Regions from separate parts of the Mus musculus genome. Here all the other regions are linked to region 4. Evidence: chromatin contacts called from public promoter capture Hi-C data. All regions are on one chromosome and are shown on one strand. Each heading gives the region's core, a stretch centred on a gene start, on an enhancer-like site or on the middle of the called end of the contact. The rest is flanking DNA. Distances are from core to core; before and after follow the strand shown. Region 1 holds the start of Fam222a (family with sequence similarity 222, member A). Region 2 holds the start of Gltp (glycolipid transfer protein). Region 3 holds the start of Ube3b (ubiquitin protein ligase E3B). Region 4 holds the start of Rnf10 (ring finger protein 10).

Region 1 (5,596 bases), core at 1,148-3,647, 700 kb after region 4:
CTATATAACCCCCCCCCCCCCAGGGCTACAGATAGGAGCCTAGCAGGTATAAGGGAACAGGCTGGACTCACAAGGCCTGGCAGAAGTTACCACTGTGTTCAGTTCACCCAGGAAACCGTCCTAGGACAGGGGTGCCTCCCCTATGCCCAAGTCCTGGAGATTCTGAATGGGGTGGGGGGAGCACCGAGGCCAACCCACTGGAGCTGCCTGGCTGCGCATCATCACTTCTTTGACTTGAGCCTTGGGTTTCTCATCCACAAAATGGGTCACAGCACAATCCACTCCTGAGAAGCAGCTGAGATGCCGCAAAATGCCTGGCGCTCTGGAAGACGCCGGGTAAGCTGGCAACTCCCCACACACACCGCTCCCCCCCCCCCCCCCGTCTGGCGCTCACTGCCAAGCCCAGGGAGCAGAGGGAAAGGAACAGAAGGAGTTGCCCAACTCTGACAGCCTTTCCCTCTGCCTTGGCTGAGGGACTGTAAATACTCCACAGAGGGCCTCCAACCGCGTGTTTGTGTGTGTGTGTGTGTGTGTGTGTGTGTGTGTGTGTGTGTATCTCTGGCGCACACTCCAAGTTTGTTTCTAAGCTGGGAAGTGTTGAGAGAGGCCGGGCAAACAGCCCTGTGCCCACAGCCTCCCCTCTCCACTCCACCCCCAATCTGCTGTTGTGCCGCTGGCTGTCCTTGGAAGCTTGCGTGTAAAGAAACCCTTCAGCTGGAAACAGGATCACCCCACCAAACCTCCAAAGTGGCCTCCCCCCCCCACCCCGGTATTTATTGACCTGTTAATGGAAGAGCCTGGGAGGAGGCTGTAAAAATGGTCTGTAGAGAAACCCTGTCTCACCTGTCGTCCCCGCCCCCCCCCCCCATGGGAGCAACAATGCCAGCGTCTTCAATCTTTCCCCTAGAAACTTGACTGTGGCTATTTTACCCCCTATCTGGCCCTGGCAGTGATTGCTGGGATGGGCAAATGAGAGTAAGCAGGCTGTGGCTTGGGAGCTCTCTGGGCTCCATACTGTACAGGGCTGCTGCCAGAGTTCGGTGGGGAGAGGAGGGCTCTCAGCATCTCCACCTATCCCCCCTGGCCTGGTATTTGCTTAATGAGCATCTATTACACTGCTTGTCAAAGTCATCTTAAATGACAGAAGGGGAACAGCTAAGGCAGGAGTCCCAGCTGGACCATGGCCCCTTACCTTGAAGAGCAGGGGAGTTCCCTGAACTTACACAGACAGACAGACAGACAGACAGACAGACACACACACACACACCAGGAAGGTCCTGGCTCCCCTCTCTCTCTGGCTCAGGCAGGACATTCACCTTTTCAAGAGAAGCCTGTTTGAAGGCTGAAGCCCACATTTTTCTGGGGACCCTGGGAACTCCAGTTGCTGGCTGGGTACATGGTAGGGTTCATGGGGACCTCCTTTTAAGCATCCTGCTTAAAAGTAAGAGGTTGCTCTGTTTGGGAGTCTGGGAGACTCCAGACACTGCAGGAGACATAGGCAGAGTTCTGAACACCTGTCCTCAGGGGCAGGGACAGCTGGCACTGCCTGCCTCCCTCCCCCACCTCGAGTGGGGATTTAGGTCATAAGATTGCGGCCGGGGAGGACAGGGAGTTGGCCTTCACCTTCTACTACACCAAGGCATTCGGCCTTGGCCATTCTGGCTCCACTCAAAGCCAGCTGTGTTGTCACAATTCTGGTGACATCAAAGGTCGGGCAGTGATGTCACATGCAGCCCATTGGAACATGCTGTCTTTGTGAGTTATTTGTAACAATAGACACACAAATGTCTTGCCTGGAAAGACACCATCCTCAGACATGAAGTTTTGGGACTCCCTGTCTCTGAGCTCTGTCTCTTTAAGATCCCAAAGGTGGTTTTGTAGACCCCCTCCATGCTGGCCAACCCTGGCTGCCCCCAATCAATCTTTACAAAAGTACAAGATTCCCTAAGAATCTCCAGAGGACAGGGCCACCACCTTTGTTAGCTTCATGGGTGGGGTGCCTTTCCTCTGACAAATACCGATGTCAGTAGAATACCCACGAGGGTCCACAATCTCCACTCCAGCCAGTCCAAATAAGTTGTGTGGGCAGGACAAGGGTGGACAAGTAGCATTGCTGTCTCTGGGCACCCAACAACCTAGGGCCCTTTTAGGGCCAGTCCAGGTTGCCAGGTTGCGAGGAGCTGTCCCCAGCTCAAACCCAAAATTCTGCACCCCGCAACTCACCGTATCAGGCAGTCGGACGAAGGGCACCAAATCTCAGAGGCCACGACGCTCCGATCTGCGGGTTGCGGCCATGCAGGGGTGATAAAGATTGCTGGAGAAAGGCCCCCTTAGGGGGCCGATGTCTTTCTTCGTATGGAAAGGGGAGCCGTCGGTGAGGGCGATCCCTGCGTCCGGAAGCGCCGTCCGAAGTCGGAAAAAGGTTTTTTTTTCCCCCCTCTCAGTACCCGTCGCGTCCGCCTGGGACCCCGGCCGCTCGCGCGCTCAGGCGGCGCATCCTCGCAGGAGACTGTGCTCCATACGTCCGGCGGGAGGCGCTGCGCCTCCCTTCGGGGCCCGGCTCACCGCTGCAGCTCTGCCCGCGCCTCTCCCAGGGCGCCCTCTCCGTCCGCGCTGGGAGGCCGGCGGCCGCGGCCCCTCTCGCCAGCCCCAGCTGCAGCCTGTCTTTGTTGCTTCCTCTCGCTTGCCCTCCCGCCCTCGGCTTGCAGCTCCCGGCTTTGCTCAGAGGTGGAGAGTCCGTCTCCTCGGAGGGTTGCACGCACCTGCAGCGGCCCGGGCTCCTCGCCCGGCGTGCACCGGCCCCCGCAGGTTGCAGAGAGCAGCGCCGAGAATGAGCCGGCCCCTCCTCCTCCTGCTCCGAGCTCCGGGTGTGGGGGGAGGGGAAGCCGGCGAGCAGCGGCAGTGGCAGCCGCAGCGAGCGGCAGAGACTGGGATGTAGCCTCGCGGGCCTTGGCGCTGAGGACCAGCAGATCCAGCAGGCGCAGGGCAGACTCGGGGATGGAGAGCCGTGCACCCGGTATGGTGCTCGAGCGCCGCAGCAGCGGTCGGCGCACAGGTCTCTCCCGTGCCCGTGGCCCGGGACGGTTCGCGGGGCTCCCGGAGCCGCAACCTCGCGCTGCCCAGCACCCTCGCCTAGCCTCGGGCCCGGCTCTTCGCCCGGCCTGGCCGGCGCGCGCAGCCTCTTCGCAGAGCTGCCGGCCCGGCAATGCTGCCCGCTGCTCCGCTCCGGCACGACTGACAGGCGCGGGCGCCCGCTCCTGCCGCTGCGTCTCACCCCCGGTCCGCCCCCCGCGTTACGGCCCAATCAGCTGCAGCCGAGAGGCGGTTACCACGGTGACGCGGCGCCGCGTCCTCCGCGAGGCGGGGCTGGGGGCCGCCACGCGCGCTTTTCGCGGCAAAATTCAAAGGCCGGCAGGGCGGCTCTCCAACCTTTTTCCCCAAGCGGGGATGAGGCGGGTCCTGCTCCTAGAGGACTACAACTCCCGGCTTGCTGCGAGCCTAAAACAGGCGAAGGAGTCCCGATTGGAAGGGCAAGGCATGCTGGTTGTTGTAGTCCCTTTGTCGAAGACCTAAAGGGTTGAAAGCAGGTAATCCTATTCACTGAGTACCTGTTTGAGGGTAGGTACTATGCATTATTCCGTTTACTCTTGGAACAGGCCCTATGAGGAGTGTGTTAAAGATAGTAAAAATAGGTTGGGGTGACACCAAATGGTAAAGGGTGCGGTTTGCAAGACCCAACATCAAACCTTGGGACAACCTAAACACACACACACACAGAGCAAAGTGCATACTACACTTAAATTTTTCAAAACTGTGAGATTGGCTTTATGGCCTACATTTTACAGAGGAGAACACTGATATTTGACACTTGTTCTCAGTTTACGGACAAAACTAAGACGTGAAGCTTCCCGATTGCCTTTTCCACGGAGCGACTGGGGATGGTGGTGGAGTTTTGGGCATCAGCGCTGAGATCTGTGGAACACAAACCACATGCTGAATCCTTGGTCAGCTCCATCCCACAGATGTATACATTGACCGCGGGAGTCAGGCACTTAGTATTTTCTATGTTGCTCCTGTTGGTCTCAAACTCCTAGCTTCAAGCCATCCTCCTGCCTCAGCCTCCAGAGTGCAGAAAATATGACCACAAGCCACCATACCTGGTAAGGCTCCGGTTTGTCGTCCATTTAACAGGTAGGGAAACTGAGGCACAGTATCACCTAAAACTAAGTAGGTGTTTCCATTCTTACTTGCCTGACAGCCCACAGGTAGCAGACAGGGAAACTGAACCCTGGGAGACACAGATTCCTAAACTGTTAAAATGTCTGTCACAAGACTGGGCAGTAGTGTCACATGCCTTGAATCCCAGCACTTGGGAGGTAGAGGCAGGTGGATTTCTGAGTTCGAGGCCAGCCTGGTCTACAGAGTGAGTTCCAGGACAGCCAGGGCTACACAGAGAAACCCTGTCTTGAAAAACTGAATTAAAAAAAATGTATGCCACAAAAGAAGTTGAACACCCAGCTTTCCAGACAGAACTTCAGGATCCCTGCAGAAACGTAAAACATCAATCAGACACCCCCATCCAGCCTCCAAGACACCCCCATCCAGCCCCTTTAGGGGCTTTATCTTAGGGATGCTTAGTGATCTCAGGCTTTATCTTAGTGATGCCTGGCGTCCTCCCAGAACCTTGCCTGCGGTTGACCTTGGCCGTTTATCTTCAAGGCTTGGTGTCTGTAAAATGAGAAGACATATCTTAATCTCCTCTGTATCTGGCCGTTGTGGGGGGGGGGGCAAGAGAGAGCACCAGATGCACTCAGCAAGTGTTTAGTGGTGGTCCTCCATCCTAGAGGGCTGGTGAGCGCATCCAGGGTTTTGTGTGGATTGCAATCAGGCCTTAGCCTACTTTCAGGAGCCGAGCAGAGAGCAGAACAACCGCTAACTAGAACCTGGAAGAGGCACTGGCAAGGGACCTCCAGGGCAGGCCCAAGTAGGCCACACACTCCTTATCTGGGGCAGAAGCTGGCCCTGTTTCGGGTCTCAGATCAGCACTGTGAATGAGGTTCCAGCAGCCCCAGCCTGCCTCTGCACTTGGCTGTAGTTCCCAGTGGCTGCCTGTCCATCCTTCCTCCTTGGCCCCTCCCTGCTCCCGGAGTGTGGGTGGGGGCGGGGATTTACCTGGAAACCGGATCGGCTGCCAGCTGCTTCCCCTCTGGGCCAGCGGCCAGAGCGGCCCTGACGTCAGGGCGAGTTGCCCAGGCGAGTTGCTGGCAGGACCCAGGGCAAGGACAGGTGGGGAGAGCAGATTCAAGCCTGGGACAGAGGAGGAGACAATGACGACCGAAATCTAGGAAAAGAGAGGAGTGGGGGTGAGGGGTGGCGTTAAGGTGAACAGCGGGCCAAGCTGAGTACAGCCTTCTCTGAGCCCGAGATTCGCTGTTGGTAGGTCACCATGACAGCCGCCTTGTGTTATTCATGTTTCAGAGTCCTTTTACCTTCACGGAGAACCTGTGCCCTGCGGATAGAATTACTACCCGCATCTTGTATGGGAAGAGGGCTGCGGGACTTGCCCAAGGTCACCCAATGAAGGAACTGAAGCCCT
Region 2 (6,209 bases), core at 2,640-5,139, 580 kb after region 4:
CTCTTCCTCCTTCTTGAAACAGGGTCACTCTATGTAGCCCTGGCTCTCCTGGAACTCACCATACAGATTTGGCTGGCCTGGAGCTCACAGATCTACCACCTGCCTTTGCCTCCCTAGTGCTGGGTTCACAGGTGTGAGCCACGTCACCCGGGCCCCCTTTCATTCTCGAACAAGTGTCAGTGGTGAGGGAGAGGGTACCTGCTGCTCAATAGAGGAGGCTCGGTGCCTAAGTGGGGCAGAAAGGCTGTCTGCATGGGTAGGGGTGGTCTGGTAGGACAACTGGGGACCATGGGGAAAAAAGGGGTCTCCTCTCAGAACTGCAGGCATTCGAGAGGTATCTTGGGTTTGGGGTTGTAGCAACAAGAAGAACTTGCTCAAATCAACAAGGAAAACAATGGGAACATCTGGGAAGCGGCTGCGTGCCCGTTTGGGAAGAGCAGAGGCAAGACTAAGCCCTTGGACTTCTGCTGGCACTAGATCCACAGAGTCAAAGCCTAGGCTTCCGTTCATACTGACGTCCACAGGGGCAGGAGCTACAGACACTGATGTGTGTTTAGAACTCCTCGGAGAGGATCCAGGAATAGAGACAACTCAGTGGCCATTACCACAGTCCCGACCTGAATTTCCAAATGCCACTGAAGGAACACACCACTGAAGGGACCAGTGCTCTCTGGAGAAATAACCGATTTCAGGACCGGGATAAGCCTGAAATATTCTGGGAAAAAGAGTGAGGAAGTAGTGGGGACATGCTGGACAGACACAGAAGCCAGCTTGAAGGGACTGTCACAGATCACAGCTGGGACAATCAGACCATAGCAGCAGTGGACTGCTACCGTGAAGTCCCAGTTCTGCACAGTGGTGATAGACCCTGAGTATGGGGCATTGGTTACTTTTTAGAAAGGAAAAAAAAACAGCATAATAGTGGATCCAAGTGGAAGGGACCTTATTCGAATGAAGTTAAGATCTGAGCCCTTTACGGTGGCACGTAGCTGTGAGCCCAGCACTCAGAAGGCAGACACAGGCAGATCTCTGTGGGTTTGAGGTCAGCCTGATCTCTACAGGGAGACCATATCACACCAACAACTTCAATATAGGACCACTGAAACCACACATGTGTCATCTGCAGGGTTACAGCGAGGGGACACAGCACGCTGCTGTTGTGTTGTGAGACACAGGACCTGTGATCTGCATGGAAAACGTCAGACAGCCCCTCTTTAGCTTAACTGTCCTTTTCAAAAGTGTTGGTCATGGGATTTCGAGAAAGACTGAGGAATGTTCCAGACTGATGGACCTAAGAGATCAGGCAACCATACTGCATGAAACCAGGACTGGGGTCCTAGACACAAAGGCGAATTGAGGCTGATCAATGCTATTAGTTTCCTGCTGGTGGGCAAACCATGGCTTTCTGGAACATCTTTGTTTGGAGAGAATGAGCATCAGAGTGTTTAGCTGATTTCAGTGGCCCGGTTTTTGTATGGGAGTTGCAATGTTTTCAAGAATTTAAGATCATGGGGTTTTGTTGTTGTTTTGTTTAGTTTTTGTTTGTTTGGTTGTTTGTTTTTTTAAAATGGTTTTAGAAGTTTTAGAAGCTGTGGCAAGATTTGCCTGGAGTTTGAAGCCAGCCTGAGTTATAGAGCCAATTCTAGGCTAGCCTTGGCTATACAGTGATGGGCATTTTCTCTCCCTCAGGGATGCAGGTCTAGGCCACATTAGACCAGGTTAAAAGCAGATAGAGGCAGGTTTAGGAGGCAACTCTCAGTGGGTTCACCCATCTCCCAGGTTAGTGAAGTCACACATCCAGGATAAAGCAAGGGGGTTTTATATCACCTAGATGAGGAGTGATGACCACCAGTTAGGAGCTCTGATGGTGATCATACATGGTCAGAAACTGAGCCCCTGGGCGGGCACTCTTGGGTAGGTTGGTGGAAATGGAGAGATGGAGAGATATTAGCCCTGAGCTTTTTCCAAGCAGGCGTGGGGCATGGGGGGACAGGGTAGAGGGGGAGTTTCATCTGGGTGGGAGGGGTTGGAGGAAGGAGGAAAGATGGGGTTTCTCAGCTTGTGTAGGGGATGTGCAGGGGTTCCAGTGTAACATACAATAATACCCGTCTCAAGAAAAATAGAACTAAACCAGGCTTGATGGCGCAGGCCTTTAACCCCAGCACTTGGGAGGCAGAGGCAGGCAGATTTCTGAGTTTGAGGCCAGCCTGGTCTACAAAGTGAGTTCCAGGACAACCAGGGCTACACAGAGAAACCCTGTCTCAAAAAAACAAAAACAAACAAACAAAAAAAACCCCAAGCAAACAAACAAAAAAGGAGTCAACTCTAGAGCAAGTGCTTTCTGATGAGTAGAGGAACGGGTGGATGGACGAACGGGTGGATGGACAAACGGGTGGATGGACGGGTGGAGGCAGAGAGGGAGGGATGGGGAGATGAAGAAAGGGAAGGATGAATGGATGGGTGAACTTTCAAGACCTGTCTCAGGACACCAAGCTACTATCTAAAAGATCCATCTTTCTTGTGTCGAGTCACATGTGGTTTCTGAGTGTCTCAGCTGGAATGGAGCAGGTTGAGCCATCAGGATTCTCTCTGAAGCCAGAGGCCCCAGTGCAGGCTGTTATCTCTCCATGGAATTAGGGAGTCTTCCCAAAGGTGGGTGGGGTTCTGGCAGAGCTGGGACACTGGGGAGGCTGTTGTAGGAAGATTGCATCTTGGGATGCCCGAGGCGGGGAGTCTGGGTGGGGTGGGAACAAGCTGAAATTGGTGGCTTGGGCACCTATCAGTAGGAGATCTAACGTGACTGGGCATGCAAGAGATAAGGACGGTCGGATCTTTCCCCGCCCGCGACTTCTTGGGGTCATGCCTGTAGTTTGGGTCAATCTTTCTGCCATCTGCCTCCTGAAAGGGTAAATTAAAATCATTTAACAAGATTTAGTATATGCTTTTCTGGCCCCTAGACATCTTCTCACTGCCCTTACTATGAACCACAACTAATTTCCTTCCTTCCTTCCTTCCTTCCTTCCTTCCTTCCTTCCTTCCTTCCTCCCTCCCTCCCTCCCTCCCTCCCTCCCTCCCTCCCTTCTTCCCTCCCTTCCTTCCTTTATTTTTTGGTTTTCGAAACAGGGTTTCTCTGTGTATCCCTGGCTGTCCTGGAACTCACTCTGTAGACCAGGCTGTCCTGGAACTCAGAAATCCACCTGCCTCTGCCTCCCGAGTGCTGGGATTAAAGGCGTGCGCCACCACTGCCCAAATTACTCCCAGCCCCTGCTCGCCCTTCCCGTGCACCGCTCACAGCTCTCCGGCTCCCTCAATTTAAGGCTTTGCTTAAGCGCCATGGTCACTCTATCCTCCGTGACCATCACAGTACGGAGCAGCAGCAGTGCAGAGTAGGATTACTGAATACTCAGTGTGGGCGGAGTACCAGGCTCTCCACTTGGAATTTGGGCTGTTATCTCTCCATGGAATTAGGGAGTGTTCCCTAAACACACTGAGCTCTGTGTTTCAGGACGCAGCAGCTAGGCTGCATTGTGGCTGAGGTGAGCCGGGGTGTAGGCTGTGGGGCGCGAACCTGGCACTTTGGAGGACCCTGGATTGGGAAACAAGGCCCCGTCAGGGTTTGAGCTGTAAACCCGGCCAGAGCATCCCAACCTGGGCGCGGCTCACCAGGTGCAAGACGCCCGCGCTTCCGCTAAGCCCCGCCTCCAGACCAATGGCGCGGCGGCTGCGGGGGCGGCGGGCTTCGATTGGTCGGAAGGGCGCGGCGGTGGGCGCCCATTGGCAGAGCCCCTGAGGGGCGGGGCCGAGTGCTCCATGGCTCCGGCCTGCGGGCGGCGCTCGGCGCTCGCTGCGAGGCGCGGGCGGAAGTGGCGACGCTGGCGTCCCGGGAGGCGGCGGGCGGCGACAGCCCGGGCGCGGACGCCCTCGGCGCGGGCTGGGGCATCACCAAGGGCCTCGACCCCGAAATGGCGCTGCTGGCCGAGCACCTGCTCAAGCCGCTGCCCGCAGACCGGCAGATCGAGACCGGGCCCTTCCTGGAGGCTGTGGCTCACCTGCCGCCCTTCTTTGGTGAGTCCCGGGCTTTGCCAGTCCTCCTCACCTGCCCAGATCCCTCTTCCTCAGATGCACCCGGGCCCTTAACTCCCTGTCATCCATTGCACCCAAACACCGCTTGCTATTGCACCGTGGGCATGCTTCATCAGCCCTCCGGCTGCGCCTAACATCTTCATCCCCGGCTTCATTTTCCGCCCCCTTCAGAATGGTTCTCAATTCTCCCCCACCCTCACTCTGAACGATAAGCCCTACCCCCCACCCCAGCCTCTTCCCATCCCAGACCAAAGAACACCCCCATCCCACCCCACCACCTCCAAGGACTTGAAGATGGAGCTGCAAAACTCAAGGGCCCTTTTTAGAGGAAGTCATGAAAAGGGTTTCCCCCATCTGGGAAAGGGGGCTGGATTGTGGGGGTGATGTCAGCTGCAGGGTGCTTAGCTCGGATCCCCACCCCCTTTCGAAAAGGAAAAAGTCCGGTCTTCCATATGTCAAGTTGAAGCACCTCCCAGGAGCGCTGGAATGAGTCCCCAAGCCACTTTCAGGCGCGTTCTCTCCCCGCCCCTCCTCCAGCCTAAGACCTTGTTGTAAAGTGGAAGGAAAACTAATGCCTCCTGCCCTGCCCTTTGCCTTGCGGTTCACAGAGGGTGCTGCTACCTGAGCCCAGCTTTCTTCTTGGTGGGGACGCTCCCAGCGCCCTACCCTGCTAGCTCACTTGGTGACTTTGCAGGATGACACCAGCTCCCGGGTACAGAGTCCAGTTGAAATACTTGGACAGAGCCTTGAAACCGCCTTAGCCTGAGGAGGTCTGGCACCCACTCAACCCCTGGTGGGGATAGGGCGTGTGTGGCCATGTAGATCTGTGTCTTGGAGTCCCTATCTGTGAAATGGCAGGTTTGGGGGTGGGGACTAAATGAGAGCCTGTGAAGGGTGGGTGTTAGCTGTGGAAAGGAACTTGTGTGAAGTTCTTGAATCTAGTTTCGGGCCCAATGCGCCAGCCTGGAGGAGCATCCCGAGAGCAGGTCTCAGGCTTTCTCAGAGGCTGAGAAAGCTCCAGCACTGCCCAGTGGGTGCTCTGTCAACCCGTGGCATGCCTAAGACCTGCTTTTTTTCGCCTGTATCTCAGCTGTAGATCAGATTGCATCTCCAGAGAGAGGGAGCTGTTGGCGTTAGCTTTGGTTTTTATGACAGCATTATGTTGTTTTTAAAAATATATTTATTTGTGTGTGTTGGCATGGGGGGGGGGACAGACAGGCGGGGGCTGGAGGACCGTTTTCGGAAGTTTGTTCTCTCCTTCCACAATATGGGTTCTGGGAACCAAACTCAGGTCATGGGGCTCCACAGTGACCTGCTGAGTCACCTCCCAGCCCCGACAACACTATGTCTTCTGTGCCCTTGGCTTTCTGAGTAGTTGCTAGTTCGAGCCAGCCTGTCCTGGGTTCGTAATCTGCTGGAGCCAGTGCTTCTCAAGGGATGGCAGTTTTGTTCCTTAGAGGGGGTGGGGGGGCAGTATCTGCTTGTCTGTGGAGATGGTTTTGTTCTTTGTCGTTGAGGGGTGGAGCAGAATGCTACAGAGCACCCTCTGGGTACAATGCCCCTCAATACATAAGCCACAAAAGGGTGCTGCAACCCATCAGCAGCTCCACAGTGGTGGTGGCATGACTTCCCTGTCCCTCACCAACGTGGCATGGCTGCACTTGGGGGCACCCCTAGTGCCTAAATGTCCGGCTGGTTTGGGAAGAGATGGAAGGAGGCAGCTGAAGCTAAGGCAGACGAGTCACCCTCGCTCGCTCCTTGTTTCTGGTCTCAAAGGACCCTTGTCTTCGCTGCCATCCTGGGCTGTGGGGTGTCACAGCTGTGGACAGAGCACCATTTAGACAGACGCTTCAGTGGAGTTGGACTGTGAAGGGTTAACTGGCACAGGTCACCCCATAGCCATGTACTGTTCAGCACAGACGGTCATTCTTGGCGCTCTTACCAAAGAAAACACTCTCAATGTGCTCTTCCTGGGTGGAGCGCTCTCCCGTAGACTCAGGCTCCAGGAGGGTTCGCCACTGTCAGCGCTCAGGTGGGGACTCGGTCTAGATCTTTGGGGTGTCCCCAGTCACTTGGATGAGCTGGGCACAGTGTGTGTGGCCCTGAACTACATCTGGTCTGGAGTG
Region 3 (6,447 bases), core at 1,952-4,451, 890 kb after region 4:
TGGCCTGGTTAAGGCTAAGCTCCCAGGTAAAAGTGAAGGGCAGAAAGCAAATCCAAGTGGCCATTTTGACGAGTAGGATGGTGGGTAGGGGGGGCGCCCCTCCCACCCCCACTTCACAGAAAGTGCAAGGTGTGGCAGGCAGCACAGAAAGAGGCACAAGGGCCTGAGTCACGCAGAGCTGGCACCAGCCCTGGCTCTGTCAACACTGCTGGGAGGGAGCCTCAGTCTTCCATGTTTGACAATCAGCCTTGATGCATGTCATGAGAACGGACACCTGTGTGCCATGGTTCTAACTGCTGCTAACAGAACAGTGCAAAAGCACAGGGGATGTGTTACCTTTATGGACACAAAAAGTTTTTTGTTGTTTTTCTCTGTTTGAACTTATTTTTATTGTGTTTGTCAGTGAGAGCAGTTCCCGGGAGGGCCACAAGAGGGCATCAGATGCTCCTGGAGCTGGAGGTACAGGTTGTCTTGAGCCCTGTGACTTGCTGCTGGGAATGGAACCCAAGTCCTCCGAGAGCAGCAAGTGCTCTTAATCACTGAGCTCTCTTCCAGACTATTTATTTTATTATTACCACTTTTTAAAATCTCCTCACCTGCACAGTCCCAGTAAGCCGTTTCCCTATCTCCAAATGAACTAAGTAAGATGTGCCTGGCCCAGCATTTGGGCCATCAAGTCCTGGTCCTATTGTTTATAAACTGTCAACAGTCAAGTTCCTGAGAGGTGCACGCAGGGCTCAATGCATGACTGCAACCTTAAGTCTGCTCCTCAAGATATCCCCACTCTCGGCTTCAGAGATGGCTCAGTGGCTATGAGCGCTGACTCTTCTTGCAGAGAATCAGGGTTTGGCTTCTAGCACCCACAGTTCTAAAGGATCCAATACCCTCTTCCGGTCATGGGTACCAGGCATGGACATAGTGAATGCACATACATACATACATACACGTATGCATGCATGCATGAAAACCACACATATACTTAAAAATTAAAAAATAAATCTTAAAAAAAGAGAGAGAGAGAGAGATCCTCCGTGGTAGGCAGGACCCAGGAGCAGGAGAGGGCCCCTCCTCCCAGTGGAAACACAATGACTGCATGAAAACGGGACCCAGCACTTGTGACTCCCTCAGAGCTCTCACTTCTCTCAGGACCTCTTGGGATTTGATCCCTTTCCCAAAACTATCCCCATCTAAGAGCATACACACTGGCTTCTGCTTGCACTGCACAGTAGCTAAGCTTTGTGGGTTTCTTCATTCTTTCCTGTCGCTTTTCCACTTACACAGCTCATGAATCAAATCAGATGCACCCTTGGGCATCAAGTTCTTCCCCTGAGGGCCACAGAGAAACAAGACAAAGACTGTAACTAGAGAGGCCTTCAAGTCAGAGAGAAGGAGCCTCAGACCTTGTTCATCCCGACTCTACCTCACAGCACTGTCCCATGAGCACTCTGGGTCCCAGGTTCCTGGGATAATAACAATATTCAATTTTAGGGTTGTTAAGGATTGCATGGAACACTTGCCATTCTTAACCCTAATCTAGTCACTATAGTATTGAGATGAGGAATGGGAAAATATTGATAGCTGGCACTTGGAAACGCTCATCACACCTAAGGAAGCCTTACTGCACTGTCCTTACAAAGCTGAGAACCTGGTTTAGGGAAGTAAGAGTGCTCTAGGTAGAGAAATCAGAAAGCAATCAGTCGGTAAGGAGGGACGCAGTTCGCCTAAGTGTCTCATCCAATAAGAGCAGCAACATGATGAGACAATCAAATCTCGCCTCCCTTGGTCTGGGTTATACATTTAGTAAGCCGCAGAGCCAAGCTTTCAACGCTAACAGACAAGACTCTGCATTACTTCTACGTCCCCAGGCAACTTGCTTACAACCAACCTATTTGGTTGAGACTAACTTCAAGAAGCACAACATGTCGCACAGGAGTCCAGACTGTGAAGTAAAAATAAACACAAGTTGCTGAGCGACTTTCTTTTATGGTAGAAGTCGCTAGTTTCCCAGGCCTAAGGGCCACCATCTAAGTGTAGACCATGTAACAGACATTGTAGATCTATTTAACTAGGCCTCCCTTTGGAAGCCTATCCTGTGAGGCTACAACACCCCAATTTTAAAAGCCTAAGATAAGACAACAGCTCTTAAAGAAACCATTAATAAGCCAAACTATTGCTCTTAGACAGCTACAGCCTATCCAGATGGGGAAACGAAATGCAGAGGGCACATAACTCGCCAGTGTCCTCACCCACCGTCCCTGACTTTGAATTCCCAAAGGAATTACTTATCGGCAAGTCAAAAAGGCAAGGTTCAGGAATCACACACACAGAAAGGCACCACAAAGAGAAGTTGAGAATGCCAGGCACCCTGTGAGGCTAGCTAGGCTTAAGTCAAAATACGATCCAGTTTTTCCAGCTTTTGATCAAGAGCCGTCAGGAACCACACTAAAACGTATTCTAAAATAATCTCCGTAAAACAATCTAATTACTCTATTTACAGAGGAGGAAACTGAGGGTCAGAGATGGGACTAGATTCACCCAAGGTCACACAGCGAGCGACAGCACTGGGCTCGAATTCCACTTGGGGTGATCCGGAGGCCCGACGCCTCTCACAGGCACCGACATCAACAACCACAAGAACAAGTCCGTCTCGCCCACAATCAGTTGGCTGGCAAGGCCAGTCGCCTCGGCACGGAAATCAATGGAAGGGGGACAAGGAGATCCCCGAAGCCCGCAAGCCAGTCCCTCCTCCGACTTCACTCAAACCAAGACTCGGCCCCCCAGATAGCCTCCCTCCGTCCCTGGCCCCGCCGCCCAGAGAAGCGCCCATCCTGTCCCCACTCGCTACCCGCAGTCCGGAGATCTTTATCCGTTCGAGGCCCCGCACTCGGGGTCCGGGCCGCAGCGACCGCCGCCTTAGCCCGATCCCCCCGAGGTCCGCCAGCCCCGGGGCAGCGGCCGAAGCCCGGCCGCCATCTTGCCCCGGGTGTTGTGCTCCGAACACCTCTTGGGAAGCAAGCAATTATTCAGTTCCGGGAAACAACAGTTCCGCACTGCTTCTTTGCCCATGGAGGAGGTGAGGACTCCTTTCCTCTTGTCATCTTCTTTAGCAGACGGAAAGGAGAAACAAACATCCAGAAGTGGGACTAAACGCCTGACTCGGCCAAGGGGAGGCGGGAACGGTTGATAAAAAGAGTTCCCCCCATCTAGGGCTTACGGGGGTGGGGGGTGGGGGGGAACGCTTTAAGAAGAGTCCCTCTGCGGGGCGGAAGTGGGGTGTGGACGGACGCCGGAAGTGCCCGCCCCGGCCCCGCCTCCGCCCCCTGCATTGAGCGAGCTGGGTGTTTCCTGCCTCTCAGTCCGGATTTGGAGACTCCGGCGTCCTCCGACTTTTCATGGTGAGGGCGGTGGCCGCCGTCGGGGAGCTTCGGGGCGGGCGAGGGTGGCGACGAGGCTGAGCGGGAGCGGTGGGGCGCTGAGTAGCGCGTGCGGGCGAGGTCCGGAGCGGGGGAAGGGCTTCAAATGAAAGGAGCCGTGGTCGGGGTGGTGGTGGTGGGGATCTGCGAAGGGGCGGCTGGTCCTGCGGGCGGTGGTGGCGCTGGGCGGCGAGCCTGGAGTGCTGATGGGCGATGGGACGTGGGAGATCGTCGGGACAAAGAGACGGCGGCGGAGGCATCGAGACCGACGCTCGGGGTGGGGAACGAACGAGGGTTCGAGGGCGTGTGGAGAGGGGCGAGCGTGTACCCTTGGAATCGAGCAAAGTCTGGCCTCTGGGAGGCTGTGCCTTGAGTAAGGTGGGGTTCCAGGCAAGAGAGGGAGGGGGCGTCTCTGAACCCACAAGTCTGGAGCGAGATGACTGGTAACAGTAATTCTAAGGAGACATGTCTGAGGTCGGGGTACCCTGACCACAGAGTCTGGCCTCAAGTGGCACCTGGATACCTACCTAATCACTTCCCTTGAGGCCCTAGGTGACCACACCTCGGGAGTCCCAGGATGTCAGCTGTTGCTGTCTGCGTTATGGGATGGTTTCGGTTTACTTGAGATTCTCTAGGGTCTGTCCCTTGAATGGTTCTTTGTCCTTGGGTGGGGATGGGGGGCGGGTGGACTATTAACCCAGGTCTTCTTTGTCTGCCACTCACTCACAAGATCAGTCCCAAACTGAAGACAGATGACTCGGCCTGTGTCTGGCTTTGGTCAAGCTCTATTTGGTATAAAACAAGAGACACACACATTGGTAGAAGGCGGCCAGCAGCACCGGTAGACCACCAACTGGTCCCCTGGGGCTAACCTGGGAACTAGTTAACAACAGGATAGTCTGGGCTCACCGATGTATTTTTACAGTCTCTGTGTGTCACTAAGGATTTGGGCTGTGAAATGGAGGGCGTTTGAAACCAGATTCTAATACCTAGCTTCCCTAGTAAGCAGGATTGACAACATCCTCATTGAGACTGTTTGGAGAAGTTCTCAAAAGCAGGAGAACTGGGGGGGGGGGGGTGACTATCCTAGAAAAAAGTGTGGGGCTTTAGTTTTTGGCCTCCTTTAACTTCGTTTGCTTCACGCAGTAGCCCTGTAGCAGAGACCTCAGGTTAGTTTAGCCTCCTTGCATAATACCCCTTAAGCAACCCGCCCGGAAGAGCTCCCTTCAGATCTCCAAGGCTACTAGATAAACAGATTGTCTAATCCTCCTTTGTATCGGAATCACCTGAAAGAGCCTTTTAATCCCAAATTGCAGGCAGCAGCACTCCTTGCTGGCCTGGGGTCTCCGCCCAGGCAGGCAGGCAGGCAGGCAGGCAGGCAGGCAGGCAGGCAGGCAGGCAGGCAGGCAGGCAGGCAGGCAGGCAGGCAGCAGTGTCTTGGAAGCTCTGGTGACTCTAATATCTCCAGTTGAGAACACCAAGTCTTGAGGAGTTCAGGAGTGGAAGGGAGCCTGAGGGAGGAGGAGGAGGTGGGCCGGGCTTTGACTCTGTTCTTGGGGCAGGGGCAGGGTGAGGGTGGGGGGAGACAGTATTTGGAAGGTTCTGGCTTTAACAGTCTGTTTTACAAAGGAGGAAACTGAGACTTAGGTTCAATAGCTCTTGTGAACCTTGCACAGAAAGTGGCGGCCTGAAACTGCAGTCCAGGTTGGCTCCACCATCGGCTTGTTTCCCTCAGCTTTCAGGAGACAGTCTGCAGGGAGTTAGTATTTTCTAGGTTTTGTTTGTTTTCCCCTGTCTTTTTTGTCTGGCTTTCCAACAAGACAGTCAACAATTCTCTCTTTTGGCCGATTTTGTTGTGGGTTTTTTTTTTTTCAATCGCTGTGAAGTGAGACTTTTATTTTGTTGTGGGTTTTTTTTTTCAATCGCTGTGAAGTGAGACTTTTATTTGTGATGTTTTGGTTTGTTTTTATATGCGGGTCAGGAAATCACTGGGCCAACAGAGTATGAGGTTTGTTAGAGAGCTTCTTCAAGACCACAGAGCTAATTATAGCCGAATGAAGGGGTACAGAACCATTTAGAACAGAGGCTTGTCATGTTGACTGCACATTAGAACCAGCTGGGGAAATTAAAAAAAAAAAGTTCCCTGGGCCACACCCGGAAGGCTGATAACAGAGGAATGTGTGTGTGTAGGACGCAGACATTACTGTCTTTTAAAAGCTCCTCTGGGTTTCCAGTGTATGGCCAGGTGGAGCCACCATTTATTTAGTGGGCAACAGTCCGGAAAGAAACTTAGATTCACCCGTCCCACCAGAACAAACTTGTCACTGACTCACCCTTTCACTGGTACCAAGTTTGCTCTCCTGCACACACAGCCCCCCCCCCCCCCCCCCCAGTTACTCATGAAGTCGGCCTGCAGGAGGACAGTGTCTCTGTGGGGAAGGCAGTGGCAGGCGACTGCTCTGTGACCCCAGGTCACCATCACAGCCCAGGATGTGAGTGGAGCCAGAACCTGCCCTCCAAGGGTCTATCCTGGTGCCAGGCACCAGGCTGCCCAGGGTGTGGGACTCAGGAAAGTCTCCAGGCTTTCATTGCTTCACCTGGTGTCTCAGGCTCCATCCTGATCCTCCATGCCTTCAGTTATTCATAGTTGGAGACAGTCTCCAAAGAGGAGACGACTTAAGACTCAGATAATCACAACAGCAGTGTTTCCTGCTGAGTGTTTGGCCGGCCTGGGCTGTGCTGAGTGCTTTGTGTCCACCCGGCTGCTTGCAACAAGGAGGGAGGGCCAGTGTCTGATAGCTGGGATACATTCGGGGATCTTGCCCACCGTGTCCCTGCGCCAGTGTGTGTGGCCGAGTTGGGGCCTTGAACATGGGTCTGGAAACACCTGAACTACACACTGCTTATCTTTCACCTTTTTTCTTTCAATGAGACGGAACTGTTCTATCTTGACTTCCATGTCATAGCTCTAAATATGCCAAGCATCACAAACAACCCAGGGCCGGGCAGGCCTTGGCCACATGCTTTGCTTGCT
Region 4 (5,941 bases), core at 80-2,579:
CTTGGCCCGCACATTCTTGTTCCTTTCCCATTTATGATACTGAGGATCAAATCAGAACTTTGCCCATGCAAGGGCCCTGTGACTACACTACACTGTCTGCTTTTATTCTTTTTCTCTCTTATAAGGAACATGGTCTCACTATGTAGCACATGCTAGCCTTACACTCTGCACTTCCTGTCTCTGTTTATTTATTTATTTTTTTGAGACAAGGTTTTTCTGTGTAGCCCCAGCTGACCTGAAACTTGCTCTGTAGACCAGGCTGGCCTTGAACTCAGAGATCCACCTGCATCTGCCTCCTGAGTGCTGAGATTAAAGATGTGCACCACTGGCATCCGTCTTCTGTCTCTGCTTCTTGAGTATTAGTGATACAGGCATGAGCCACTCTAGTTCTCCTACATACACGATTGCTAAAATTCCACTCATCGGCTAGATGAGGTAGTAGCTTAGAGGTAGAAAACTAGATTGTGAGCATGGAGCTCTGGATTTGATCCCTAACAGCCCCCCCCCCCCAAATTCCATTCGTCCTGTGTGTGTCACATGACACAGCATTTCTAAGAAGTCCTCTTTTATCCCTCTCAAGCTGGGATGCTTTTCTATTGAAACGTGTTTGATTAGCATCTCCTTACTTAACTGTACTATGTTGTTTCTCTTTGTTGGTGTTTCGAATGTTGCTTCTTACCGATCTTTATATATGAATGTGGCATGCATACGTGTATGAAAAATCTTACACGTATGCACAGGTGTACATGGAGTTCTGAGGCTGCCATTGAGTGTTTTCCTCCAAGACTCTCCACATTCTTCACAGAATGGCTAGGTAGACTCACCATTTGAGCTAGTCTGGCTAGCCAGTTTGTTCTGGGAATTTCCAGATCTCTTGTCTCCGGTGCACCGGAATTGCAGGTGGGCCATCACACTCCACTTGGTTTTCTAAAAAATTTTGTGTATGGGTGTTTTGTCTATATGAGTATGTCTGTATACCACGTGTTTGCTTGGTATTGTAGGAGGCCAGACACCCACACATCTTTTTTTTAAAAAAAGAAAAAAATCCAAGCACTGGCGAGGAATATCTGTGAATTGGAAGCCAGACTGTTGCACACAAAGAGTTCAGGTCCCGTTAGGACTACAAAATGAAACATTGTCTCAAAAAGAAGGAACCCGCTAGGGAGGCGGGAAGGAAAAGAAACCTCGAACAGGGAAGAGAGAAAAAAAGCATTGGCAGGCACAAGCGGTCCCTCCCCTAGGACCCGGATGTAGGTAAAAGACTACACTTCCCAGAATGCACCACGCCCGCCTGGCAACTATATAAATAGTCCATCCGGGTTCTTGGAGATGCTGTTTGGCGACTCGTCGCCATTCCCGGAGCAGCTCGGCCTCGGCCCAGAGGCGAGTGTCGGTCGCTGTGTCGGAGACCCCGGTCCCCGGCACCGAGACAGCCAGCCCTCTCTCCTGCCCCGCGGCGGGAGAGCGTGTCCGGCCGGCCGGCGGGGCTCGCGACCCTCCCGCGCCTCCCTTTCCCCCGCAGCCTCTGCCCCGCCAGGCCCGGCCCGGACCTCCGAGCCCCGGCCTCCTCCTCCTCCTCCTCCTCGTCCTCGTCCTCCTCTTCGGTCACCGCCGCCTCTGGGCCCCACAACCCCACCTTGCCGCTTCTCCTTCCATTTTGAGAAGCTGAGGAAGGAAACAAGGAAAAATGTCGCCATGAAGGCCGAGAACCGCTGCCGCCGCCGACCCCCGCCGGCCCTGAACGCCATGAGCCTGGGTCCCCGCCGCGCCCGCTCCGCTCCGACCGCCGTCGCCGCCGAGGCCCCCTTTGATGCCGCAGAGCTCCCCCAGCGCCGCCGCCACCGCCTCCGACATGGACAAGAACAGCGGCTCCAACAGCTCCTCCGCCTCCTCGGGCAGCAGCAAAGGGCAACAGCCGCCCCGCTCCGCCTCGGCGGGGCCGGCCGGCGAGTCTAAACCCAAGAGTGGTAAGAGCCGGCGGGTCTGCCGGGTCACTTGGGGGAGGAGGGACAAACGACCCACCTTCCGCTTGCACTGACATCCAGTATTTACGGTTAAGCCGATCTGCGCTGCGTGGTTAATTTGGGCCCTTGCATTCATATTCAAAACAGCTGGCTGAAGTAGGCGCTATTCTTAGCCCCATTTTGCAGATGAGGGATCTGAGATTTTGGAAAGGGTTAAGGTCATCCAGGTGGCAAGCACCTCACAGAAGGCCTCAAGACCTGGCTTTGTGTGACTCACCGTCGGTCCAGGCTCTAAAACAATTGACTTTGTTTTCTCTTCTAGTGTCGGATTAGCTTTGGGTGGCATTCAAGTTTGAATAAGAGAGGGTGAGGCCCGAGGATTTTCAGACTTAAATCTGGCACCGGGTCTGCTCCTCTGTTTAAGAGGACTCATGTTGGGATGGCGTTGCTCGGCGTGATAGTAAAGCATGCAGACCCTGCATTCAGTTCATTTAGGTTCAGTCCTTGAGTTTGCTAATACACACTATTAAGTAAATGGGCTAAGCGCTTAGAGTACTTGACAACTTTTTGCCTAAATATTATGCCTGTTTGTGTGCGGTAGGTTATATGGGCTTGGCTTTCATGGTGTGTGTGTGTGTGTGTGTGTGTGTGTGTGTGAGAGAGAGAGTGATGTGTGTAGTCAGGCTTCTTAGTATTACTATAACATAATAATAATGATATTATTATAATAATATAATAATACTACTTACTGATTATGCACAAAGCACACGGGTAGGCTTTTAGGTGTGATAGCACTACTCTAATCGTTTAACCTGTCTAGCCAGGAGTTATTCCACCGCAGAGAATAAACTAGGCTGTGGATTAGGAGATGGCAGAATCCCGAGTCCAGCATTCTCCATCTTGTGTCAGAGCTGTGTACAAATCTCTTTTAAACTTTTACCATGTTGGCAGTATTTTTGAGATAGTAATTTTTTTTTCAATCAGTCTTTTGGTTTTTCGAGACAAGTTTCTCTTTGCATCCTTGCCTGTCCTGAAACTCACTCTATAGACCAGGCTGGCCTTGAACTCAGAGATCCACCTGCCTCTGCTTCTCAAGCACCTCCAAAATCTCAGACACAGCCAAGTTTCAGATTGTGGTTTAATTACAATGTTTCTCCTTCTCTTTCCTCCCTCCAAAGCTTCCTGTGTAACCTTCCGCTAATCTCCTTCATGTCCTTCTTTCACACATCTGTATGCATGTGCATATACATGTCAGCAAGCATGTGTATGAGTTCTATGCATATCCACCAGTGAACCTGAGCGTGGGGAGGAGCCTAGGAACCTGAACCCTACACAAAGAACTCCAGGAGACTTAGTAACACTGGGAGTGGGAGAGGGGGTCTCCTGGAAGAGCACACCCCGTAGTTTTCCAGTGCCAAACATCACTGGATGTATTTAGTGCAAAGATGTATGTGCAAGTAACTTTGTTTGGATTCCGCAGTGTGTTTTTGTGAGAGAGAGCATGTGTGACAGATGGGGAGCTTTGAGCTGACAGTCTAAGATTCAAAGAGCTGGACGGTATGGGTCAGTGGTAGAGACCTTGCCTAGAATATGCAAGGCCCTGGGTTTGATCCTTAGCATCCCCCCACCCCCCTCAAATTAAAGAGCAAAAAAAAAAAAAAAAAGCACTAAAATTATAAGGCTTACTGACTGAGAGTTTATCTGTAGGGTATGACAAACTCCATTACCAGGTCTACCTGAGGATGTGTAGAAGTTGCCTGTGTAACTTGGGTAGGGACCAGTTTTCGCTGTGATGTACCAGTGCTTTACTGTCTAAGCAGGTGTTAGTGTAACTCGCCTCTGAACCGTATAAACTGATTCTGGAGTTTTGCACATGTGTAGTTTTATTGTAAATCTTGGCTGTTGTTGGAGAGAGGTCTGAGGGTTTCTCAGAGTAATGGATGACTTCAGCCTTGCTTGTAGAGGTAATGCTAAGCTTTGGTTCTCCAAGAGTTCTCAACTTAAATTTTTTAGGGCCCTCCCTAAGTCAATAAAACATTCTTGCATGAGTCAGCTGCAATAAATGCTTTATTTATTGTTCAGTGAGCAGTAGGCCAAAGCTTGTGACATATCAGACAGCATAAGAGAGGGTAGTAGAGTTCAGTGAGGTAGGATGGCTTAGCAGTTAGAGTAGGTGTTCCACCTTTCCATGCCCTCTGAGAGGAAGGAAGAAAGACCTGACTTCACGCCCTTCCACCTGTACATCCTGCACCCACAGGATGGTGATACATTTAAAAGGTTAAGCAAGAGAACTGATGTGATGAAGGCTTTTTACCACATTCCTGACTGACCTTTTCTTTAATCTATTTTTCCCTACATGTGTTATTTTGGGTAGGTGGTCAGGCTTGGTGGCAGGCCCCTTGACCAGCTGGAACTATAGACAGGCAAGGCACCATCTTCGGGCCTGGCATTGATCCTCAGAAACACATCAGAACCCTAGTAAAACAATCACAGAACTATGAATGAAGCAGGGGCTAGAGAGTTAGCTCAGTGGGTACTTGTTGCTCCTACAGAAGGCTTGGGTTTAGTTCCCAGCTCCACAGTGCTGTGGAATTTGATACTGTCTTCTGCCTCCACAGTCATAAACATACATGTGTTGTGCAGCCAAACTTGCAAGCAAAGTACCATACACATAAAAAATAAAATAACCCGGGCGTGGTGGTCCACACTTTTAATCCCAGCACTTGGGAAGCCAGGCAGGCAGATCTTTTGAGTTTGAGGCCAGCCTGGTCTACAGAGCTAGGGTTACACAGAGAAACCTTGTCTAGAAAAACTAAGAAGAGTGAAAAGAAAGAAACTAAATGAAGGCTCCGAGTGTGTGGGGACAGCCTGTAATCCCAGCACTCACTGGCCGAAGCAGAGGATCAAGAGTTTGATGCTACCCTGGGCTACTGAGCAAGTTCCAGGGCTTCCTGGTCACATAGTAAGACTCTGTTGCCAACAACATGAGAAAGCATTGCCATTGAGAGGTCTGCTAGAGAAGGAGATGTGACTAAGATGTGCACGGAGCAGTGGGTAGTGTCAGGACTGTTTCAGAGTCCTGACTCGGAAGAATGGGATTGTGGAATGAAGATACCATTTCACTTTCTTTTGCCAACACAAAGAAAAACACACAAAATGTGTTTGGTTTCTGGAGACAGTTTCATGTCTCAGGAACCAGACCCCATTCTGCCTTGAGGTTCCTGAGGGGCCTGTGTTGGAGCTGTAGGTGTGTGTCACCACCATGGCTTAGCCTCTCCCTCCCTCGGCATCTGTAAGCTGTGGAAGTTTGTAAGTGGTCCTTTGCTTTCTAACTACATAAATATATCTGATATGTTTGTTTTCTGTGGCTAGCTTATGCTTGCTCTTCACTGGTATGCTGTCATAGGTAAATCTGACTACCAGGAGTTTCTTGATCTTTTAGTCTACAGCCTTGGCTAATTGCCTTGAATACTTAACAAAACATCCCGTTTCTGGCTATATTTCTACAGCTTTCTTCCAGCAGGGCTAAGACTGTTAGAAGAGTTTACCAAGAGACTGTCCCAACAATACAGCCCAGAGGAGAGAAGAAATTTAGGGACCAGGGGATGCCATAGAGAAAGAACAGAGAAAGTAAATATTTATAGACAAGACAGGTCAGGGATTTGTAGGCCAGCTGTAGTCCCTGTCCAGGAACCCTGCTCTTGTTCCTCCTCCCGAGGCGGAGGTTAAGGGAAGGTCGGGTATTATGAAGCAGTTATTTTGAGGTTGGCAGTGTGAACCACTGTGCTGACTTTGTTCCTGTCACCTGGGATCAGAAGCTGGGTTACTGGGTAATCAGACTTAAATGTTGCTGTCCCCTCACAGCTAGGGTTAAAGGTTGTGCTGGACACCCAGTGTCCTGTGAGTGCTGGCACCTGAATTCCTGTACAGTCACAGATGATTGTGTGGACCCAGTGAGGGTCCTCTGGAAAAGGAAA

Evidence for each region. Promoter capture Hi-C pulls out the DNA fragments that hold promoters and counts their contacts.
Region 1: a contact with region 4 is called in a promoter capture Hi-C map of pre-B cells, with 4 times the contacts expected there. The contact joins the promoter of Fam222a here to the promoter of Rnf10 in region 4. A contact is called at or near these places in 4 of 39 promoter capture datasets (the HPC-7 cell line, liver and pre-B cells) and 2 of 115 datasets of contacts at active chromatin or transcription factors (bone marrow-derived macrophages and pancreatic cancer cells).
Region 2: a promoter capture Hi-C map of pre-B cells shows a contact between it and region 4, with 4 times the contacts expected there. The contact joins the promoter of Gltp here to the promoter of Rnf10 in region 4. A contact is called at or near these places in 6 of 39 promoter capture datasets (the 3T3-L1 cell line, embryonic stem cells, liver and 2 more), 5 of 115 datasets of contacts at active chromatin or transcription factors (bone marrow-derived macrophages, embryonic stem cells, large pre-B cells and 1 more) and 1 of 9 other capture datasets (macrophages).
Region 3: a promoter capture Hi-C map of liver shows a contact between it and region 4, with 4 times the contacts expected there. The contact joins the promoter of Ube3b here to the promoter of Rnf10 in region 4. A contact is called at or near these places in 5 of 39 promoter capture datasets (the 3T3-L1 cell line, erythroid cells, liver and 1 more), 1 of 115 datasets of contacts at active chromatin or transcription factors (epiblast stem cells) and 1 of 9 other capture datasets (liver).

Annotation. Positions count from the first base shown.
Region 1 is chr5:114,565,052-114,570,647 of GRCm38.p6, reverse strand. Fam222a (family with sequence similarity 222, member A) reads right to left here and starts at 2,397. Exons shown (of 3, transcript NM_001004180.1): 1 at 2,224-2,397.
Region 2 is chr5:114,688,615-114,694,823 of GRCm38.p6, reverse strand. Gltp (glycolipid transfer protein) reads left to right here and starts at 3,889. Exons shown (of 5, transcript NM_019821.2): 1 at 3,889-4,065. The coding sequence starts at 3,963.
Region 3 is chr5:114,377,374-114,383,820 of GRCm38.p6, reverse strand. It overlaps Ube3b (ubiquitin protein ligase E3B), which reads right to left and starts at 3,201. Exons shown (of 28, transcript NM_054093.3): 1 at 2,846-3,201. It overlaps Kctd10 (potassium channel tetramerisation domain containing 10), which reads left to right and starts at 3,316. Exons shown (of 7, transcript NM_026145.4): 1 at 3,316-3,395. The coding sequence starts at 3,393.
Region 4 is chr5:115,268,283-115,274,223 of GRCm38.p6, reverse strand. It overlaps Rnf10 (ring finger protein 10), which reads left to right and starts at 1,329. Exons shown (of 17, transcript NM_016698.2): 1 at 1,329-1,967. The coding sequence starts at 1,811.